2 separate regions of the Ovis aries genome follow, and region 1 is linked to region 2. Evidence: chromatin contacts called from public Hi-C data. All regions are on one chromosome and are shown on one strand. The core of a region is the stretch at or near the end of the contact, and the rest is flanking DNA. Distances in the headings are between cores, read along the strand shown.

Evidence for each region. Hi-C and Micro-C count contacts between places; a contact is called where the count stands out from the background.
Region 1: a Hi-C map of tail adipose tissue shows a contact between it and region 2, with 3 times the contacts expected there. The contact joins the promoter of PLEKHO2 here to the enhancer-like site in region 2. A contact is called at or near these places in 5 of 16 Hi-C or Micro-C datasets (blood, liver, omental adipose tissue and 2 more).

The regions. Positions count from the first base shown.
Region 1 is chr7:43,506,037-43,509,649 of ARS-UI_Ramb_v3.0, forward strand. It overlaps PLEKHO2 (pleckstrin homology domain containing O2), which reads right to left and starts at 2,362. Exons shown (of 6, transcript XM_004010530.5): 1 at 2,240-2,362. The coding sequence starts at 2,251.
Region 2 is chr7:43,452,874-43,456,561 of ARS-UI_Ramb_v3.0, forward strand. No RefSeq gene overlaps it. Among named protein-coding and RNA genes, the nearest start is that of PTGDR, 43 kb to the left of the region's middle. Within about 2 kb of position 1,373, at least 33 of the 54 cell types and tissues checked have an H3K27ac peak or open chromatin away from gene starts, as enhancers often do. A contact at or near this core is called in liver and tail adipose tissue, where this site is marked.

The DNA.
Region 1 (3,613 bases), core at 1,112-3,611, 54 kb after region 2:
TAGGATTGTGAGGAAGAAGACACATATCTTGGCCCAGAAAAGGACATCAAAGACCCTACATTCTCAACCCCTTCACTACAGGATGAGAAACTGCAGGCCAGAAAGAGCCAAAGATTAGCTTAAGGTCCCAAAACCCGTACTGGGACAGGCCACTGCCCTGCCACTCTCTAGACGGGTAAAGGCAAAGGAGCAGCCTGGTGCCACTGGAGGCCAAGCCAGCGAAAGGCATGACTGAGAGGAGGGGGGGCAGAACCCCAGGGCGGAGACAGGAAAGCCTGAGTCCAGTTGCAACAATAACCTCACACTGATCACTGCAGCTTTCAAAGCTTTTGCACATAAACCATCACATTTCTGGACTACCCACCTCCTTCATTTTACAGATGGGGAAACTATGGCCCTGAGAACACAGATGGACAGATGCCCAGTGCCAAGACCCACACTTCTGCACCAAACCTCAACCTGAGGAAACTACCATCCTATTATATGGAGGAAAAAGGAGCCATTTGCGAGTGAGGTGAGGAGGCCAGCCTGGGGTCATGGGGCAGAGAAGGTGACTACAATCTAAGCAGTGTTTAAGAGAAAGGAGATGGGTACTGAGGCCTGGAGAAACAAGAGGAAGTGGTGGGGAGAAGAAACGGGAGGAAAAGAGGGATGCCAAAGGAGGGGTAGAGAACAGGGAGCCCCTGGTCATGCAGGGAGGTGGTGGGCAAAGCTTTAGATACCCTAGGTACGCAGGGAGCTTTTGGCATCTGGGAGTTAGTAAATGGCAATGTTAGAGACTCAAGACCAGAGGAGTAGAGGGCCGGGTTGACCACCAGACAAGCCATTGGACGAAGAGGCCCCAGGAGAACTTCCCTTAATTGAGGGGGGTGCGGTGGCCAGAGCAGCTCGGAGATCGAGTAGTCCTGTCCCACATCCTCTGGGAGAAGAGGAGAGGAAGAAGCCCAGCCCTCACAGTAAGGGTAAGGGAGCCCCACCCCTGTCAGCAAGAAACCACAGCAAATCATAGTGGCCTGACTGTGCCCCCTATTTCCACCCACTCTGAGAGAAGGGGCTACAATCAAGACCCGGGGAGGAGACCAGGCCCAATATTTTATAAAAGAGGAAATGCAGGCTTAGAGGGGAAGTGACTTATCTACCATCCCACAGAAGTGCAGGGCCTGGCCTGAGGGAACTCGGACAGATACCCCAGCTGCTCCTGGACAGTGGTCCCAGGAAGCAGGGAGATGAGCGCGGATGGGGACACAGGCAGTCTGGTCCTCAGCTGGCCAGGGTTGCCCCAAGAGTGAAGGTTTCATCTTTCCTCCCCACCTATCCACGCAAAGACATAGCCCCTCCCCTGGGTTTGGGAGGGGCAGAAGCTGAGACCCCCTTGGGGGACCAGAAGCAAAATCCTCTAGTCTCAGCAAGCCCCTCCCTAGTTTATTCATTCCACAGTCACACATTAAGTGCTGGCAGCGTGCCTGGAAGAGGTGCTACTGAGGGAACTGAGTCTGCAAGTAAAGGGCGGGGGTCACAGAGTGCTTGACCACACTCCAGACCATGAAGGTCCTGAGGGGAATGAGGGAGGCTCAAGGACCACTGCTGGTCCAGCTGCCCAGCTCCTCCAGGGAATCAGCCCTCCAGGGATGTGAGGATGGCAGGGGCAGGGATCAGCCCTGATCAGGGCCTGACAACTAATCAGGGAAGAAGCTGGACCCACCAGGGATAAAGGACCTACAGGGATTTAGGGGAGAAAACGCAACTTCTCCAGTCCTCCAGCCACAGGGTCACAGCCTCAAGATTCCTTGAGACAAGGATTCCAGAACCCACAGGCCCACAACACACACACACACACTGTGCCCTTTTAGGATCCGACGTGGACAGCACAGGGAGTCAGTGATAACAAGGGTTCGAGCCCAGCGACTCATGCTACTTTTAGCAAGTCATCAAACTCACCGGAGTCTCAGTCTCCCCATCTGCCCAATGGGAACAACCAGCACCACCACGACCACAGTTGGTGGGAGAAGACAGAAAAAATGAAGGAGAATGGGTCTGCGATCCCTTACTCCCGCTCCTGCCTCATCTCATCGGGCCTAGGCTCTGCCTGGGGGATTGGCGTGGCCAGGGTGGGTGGGGGTGTCCGGAGACCCGCCGCAAGAGAAGGGCTGGCTGGAACAAGGGCCTGAGCCAGGGACCCCAGCCGCCGCAAGAGTCTCAAAGACCCCAGCCCAGGCCCCCCGACCGGCCCGGCCCTCACCTCCTCTTCCATGACGAGTCCGCTGAGGTCCGGCTGCTCGACCGCTCGGCCGCTCACTCCCGGCGCCGCGCGGTCTCCGATACCTCCATCAACCGCCGGCCGGGCGGCGGCTCTGCGCGTTCTGTCCCGCTGGCTGCCGGGGGCCCAAGAAACTTCGGGGGGGCGGGGCCGAGGGCGGGGAGAGGCTTCCGGGGGCCGGGGGCGGGGTCCGGGGAGGGGACTAGAGGGGCCTGAAGGCCCCGGTCTGGGCGGGAAACTAGGACCGGGGCCGGGCCGAGGGAGGAGCCTGGGCGGGGCCCGGCGGGGGCTTGGGACTTGGATGGAGGAACCCGAGCTGGAGGAAGACAGAGGGGACCGGGCGGAGAGAGGTTCCCCTGACCCGCGGAAGGACTGGGACTGGAAAGGAATAAGGGGTGCGGGGGACCGGCAGGGGGAGGGAAGAGAGGAGGGGGCTTCCGGCCAGAGGCGGAGGCGAGGGGAACAGGCGGGGTCCGAGGGCGGGGCCGGGGTGGGGCAGGACCGAGCGAGCCCCCGAGGTGCTGACTGCTTCTGCCTTTGAGATCTCCTGACCGAGTGGGCTGGGGTTGCCAGACTAGGCTAACCGGCCGGGACGGCCCAGAAATGGGGGCAATCAAGAGATTCTTTCTTTCCTCCCTGACCCTGGGGTAGTAGCAACGACCTGGTTCTCCTCCCCGGAATCTCCTGGCAGGGCGGCGCCTGGAGCTCGGATCCCAAGAGAGGCGTCTAACGGGAAGACCTGGGGCTGGGAGTCTGGACTCCCGCGTCCCTTTGCGGATGGAGGTCTGCCTCTGGCTCTCAGAGCCCGATGTCCTGAGAGGGCCACAGGTCCCCAAATCAGTGTTCTCCTGCCCTCGCTGGGCATTGCTCAGAGTTGTCCACCTCTCTAATTCCTGTATCTGAGGGGTCCCCCCCACCCCCATCCAGCAGTGAATCTTGCAGCCTTGACAGCCTTGCTGGGAAGTGAAATGTAAGGATAATGGTGTTAGTTAGACCTTGTGCCCTCACTTTACACTTAGAGAAACAGAGATCTACAGAGAAAAGATGACTGGCTATATCCCAACCTCCAGCACCTTCATACATGCGCGCGCGCGCGCGCACACACACATACACACCTCTTCCCTCTTAGCTCTCGGGGTCAACCCTGCCTAATGCCTTTGCAGGAAGAATTAAGTGTGGGTGGAATCAATGGTGACCTTTGGCTCTGGCTGCCATAGCAGCAGCTGTGCCAGTTGACCCAGCTCCCTTTTCACTGCCTTCTACTGGCCCTCAGACTTCCAAGGCACTTCCAGCCAGCATGGAAAAGGGCATCCTGGAGCTCCAGGACCAAGGAGATGGAAGATGGGGTCATACTTT
Region 2 (3,688 bases), core at 123-2,622:
CAACCGCAAAGAGATTCTGTTTCCCAAATGGATCCTGACCGACACAACAACCTTCTACTGCTGTTGCTTAACCCCTTTCTAACAAAACAAAACAAAGATGCACATGACAAGCACAGAGTGGTAAAATATTGGCTGATTTTATGCCAGCACTTGGGAGCCGGGGGAGGCACTGGTCAGGGCATTACCCCTGTGAGGGCGGAGGGACCGAGAGTATCTGAAGGAGGGAGAGGAGGGGAGTAGCAAAAGGCCCTGGCCAAGTGGGGTGAGGAGTGGCCAGCGGGAGGTCCCACAGAGGGACCTGTACTGAGTGGGCAGTTTGTGGGTGGGAAGGAGCATTCCCCACTATAACTGCTCCCACGAAGAAGGGTGGGTGGAGGAGCAGGCGCACAGGGAAGGAGCTGCCCAGCCAGCGTGACCCTGGACAAGTCTCTCCCTGGCTCTCCATAAGGAAAGCAGCACGGATGGTCTTTGAGGTCTCTGCCCACAAAAGCATTAAGAAGGCATGAATAATCCATTATCCGAAAACATTGAATAATGACCCAAAGGGAGGAGCAGCTGGATATTTTTCAGGCCTCAACACCCTGCTAAACTCATAAACCTTGGACCCGCACCCACTCTTCCCAGCACTTGTGTACCCATGGCCACCCTTGTCCAGTCCCAGCTTTGCCTCTAGCTGTCTGACTCTGGGATAATCACTAAATCTGTTTCTTAACTAGTGGATGATACCTCATCTGTGAATAATACCTTTTTATAGGGCCATTTCAAAATGCCTAGAGCAGTCCCCCGCACCCAGGGAGTGACCCATTATGGTGGTGATTATTATCTTGCTCTCCACCTGCCATCTGGACCATCCCATCTTGTCATCCCTAGGAATGCAAATGCTGCTGCTGCTGCTGCTAAGTCGCTTCAGTCGTGTCCGACTGTGTGCGACCCCCATATACGGCAGCCCAACAGGCGCTAGTAAATAGTAAATCTAAGCTCCATTTTACAGAGGAGACAGTGAAGTTCAAGAAAGGTTAATGATTCGCCCAGAGACGCACTGCAAACAAGTATGAGTTCAGAGTGGAATCCAGCTAAGGCGCCTCACCCAGCGCTGGTCCCGGGCGGGGCAGCGACCACGATTGCTGATAAGGACAGAGGACGTCCTTCAGGTGGGTCCGCGGGGGTAATCCAACTCTAGGGGGCAGCTCTGTCGTCAGGAGAAAAGCGATCTGGGGGAAAACCTGAGGAAACAGCGCAAGCAAGCACCCCGGTGGGGAGGAAACGGACAAGAGCTATGGGGCGCGCGGGCGCCCTGCTTCCCCAAGCTGCACCTCCCCCCGGAACTCCTCCGGGAGTGGGAGGAGCCGGTTCTGCTCGACTGCAGTTCCCATTGTCGACAAGCAGGGGAGCCAGAGCCGGCAAAGAGCTGAGAGTGTAAGGAATCTGTTGCCATCACCAGATAGGGTGGTGGACACAGGCTGTAGTCTGAGCTGTGGTTGACTGTGTCCTCCGGTGAAGGAGGAGGCTCTCCCTGCTGTGTCTTCCACTCTGGATTTCCTGCTGCTCTCTTCTCTGAGGCTTTCCCCAAAATTGCCAGTGAAAGTCCTCGAATGCCAGGCTAAGAACTTGGGTGAGGGCGAGTTGTGGCAGGGATGTTAGTAATGTGGCGTTAACTTCCAGTTTAATTCCCACTCCCCTTATTTCCCGCTTCACCAGGGACCTCCCAGAGAACCTTGAGCCTTTCTAATCTTGAAGGAAAAGGTAGAAAGACTTTATTCATACAGAACATTTGGAAATTACTGTGGGAAATGGCAACCCACTCCAGGACTCTTGCCTGGAAAATTCCATGGACAGAGGAGCCTGGTGGGCTACAGTCCATGTGGTCGCAAAGAGCGGGACAAGGGATGTGGAGAAGGGGTGTGATAACCTGGCATTCCTGGGTGGGGAAATGGGACAGCTTCGGGTGTGAGCCCCAGAGCAGGAGCCAGGGCCAGCCTGCTGTAAAAGCCCAGTCCACCTGCACAGTGAGGTCTGGGTCCCAGGGCTCTGTAAGGAGGCCACCCAGGCCTGGACTGAGTCCAGGGATAGTGCCCACAGCCCAGGGCTCTGCCAGCCCAGTCAGTGTGGCCCCAGACCCAAAATGCTGCTCTTTCTTGCAGGTTCCCAGAGCCTATGGTCCAGTCTTTGGTGCCAGCTCTGGCTTTGATGGAAATAACTGTCCGCAGCTATCATTCTGCACCACGCTGCTATCCCCACTCCAATCCTGCCAGACAGCGAACCCTTGAAGACATGCATGGTGGCTAATTCAGCCCTGGTGTATTCATTTGAAAACGAGGCCTAATAATACTTGGCAAAACAATGCTCAAAAAATGTGCAAATAGTATGGAAGGTATGGAAACAAAAGCAGTGGAGGGGAAAATGGGACCAGATATTGAGGCAATTTGACAAGAGTTATCAGAATTTTTTAAAAGATACATATACTTTATGCTCGACAACTCCTCTAAGAATCTATACCATAGAAGTAATATAAGTGAGCGGGCAGAGATAAATGTGCAAGAGTGTCTGCTGTAGTGTTGTCTGTAATGATAGCAAAGAACTGGAACCAATCCAAGAGTCTATCAGTAGAGGATGGTGAGATAAATTGAGGTGCAATCATTCAATGCAATGCTGAGCAACTGTTAAAAAGAACTGAGTGTGTCTGTAAGTGCTGAGGTAGGAAGAATCTCTGAAAGATAGCAAGACGCAGAATAGGAAGTAGAGGATGAGTCCATCTTTCTTTTTTACAAACATTCTCCCACCCACTGCCTTCAAACCTTTGTTGACTCTTCTTTTCCTGTCCTAGGCTGGCAATCCAGCAGATCCTTTGCTATGCAGTCCCTTTAAGATATTAACCATCTGGCCCAACCCAACTGAAATTCCAAGCTCTTTCATCTCCAAAGTACATCTATCACAGGTACATACCAGGCTTGTCATTTTAACTCATTTATTTCTCACCACAGGTGTCTGAAGTAGGGACTCTGATTATCATTCCCGTTTTACACGTGAGGTCATTATGGTATAGAGAGATTAAACAATTTTCCTAAAGTCACGCAGATCATAAATGGCAGAGCCAGGGTCTATGGCTCCAAAATCTATGCTCTCAACTCTTCCGTTATGTCACCCGAGGCTCACAGGACCATAAATGATAATTTTTCTTGTCTCAGGGTATCAGCAGGCACAGTATATAACATTAATCAGGTATACTGCTACTGCTGCTGCTAAGTCGCCTCAGTCGTGTCTGATTCTGTGTGACCCCAGAGACGGCAGCCCACCAGGCTCCCCCGTCCCTGGGATTCTCCAGGCAAGAACACTGGAGTGGGTTGCCATTTCCTTCTCCAGTGCATGAAAGTGAAAAGTGAAAGTGAAGTCGCTCAGTCATGTCCGACTCCTAGCGACCCCATGGACTGCAGCCTACCAGGCTCCTCCGTCCATGGGATTTTCCAGGCAAGAGTACTGGAGTGGGGTGCCATTGCCTTCTCCGATTAGATATGCTAGAATTAATTTAGCCATTTCCCTAATAATGGGCAAATAGATTTTTCCAGTCTCATGCTATCACAAACAATGCTGCGATGAATTTCTCCAGTCAGGTGTTTCTGTTGTGCTTTTGTGCACTTGTGGAAACATCTCAGTAGTTTAGATTCACGGAAGGGCAACTGCCAGCTCAAAG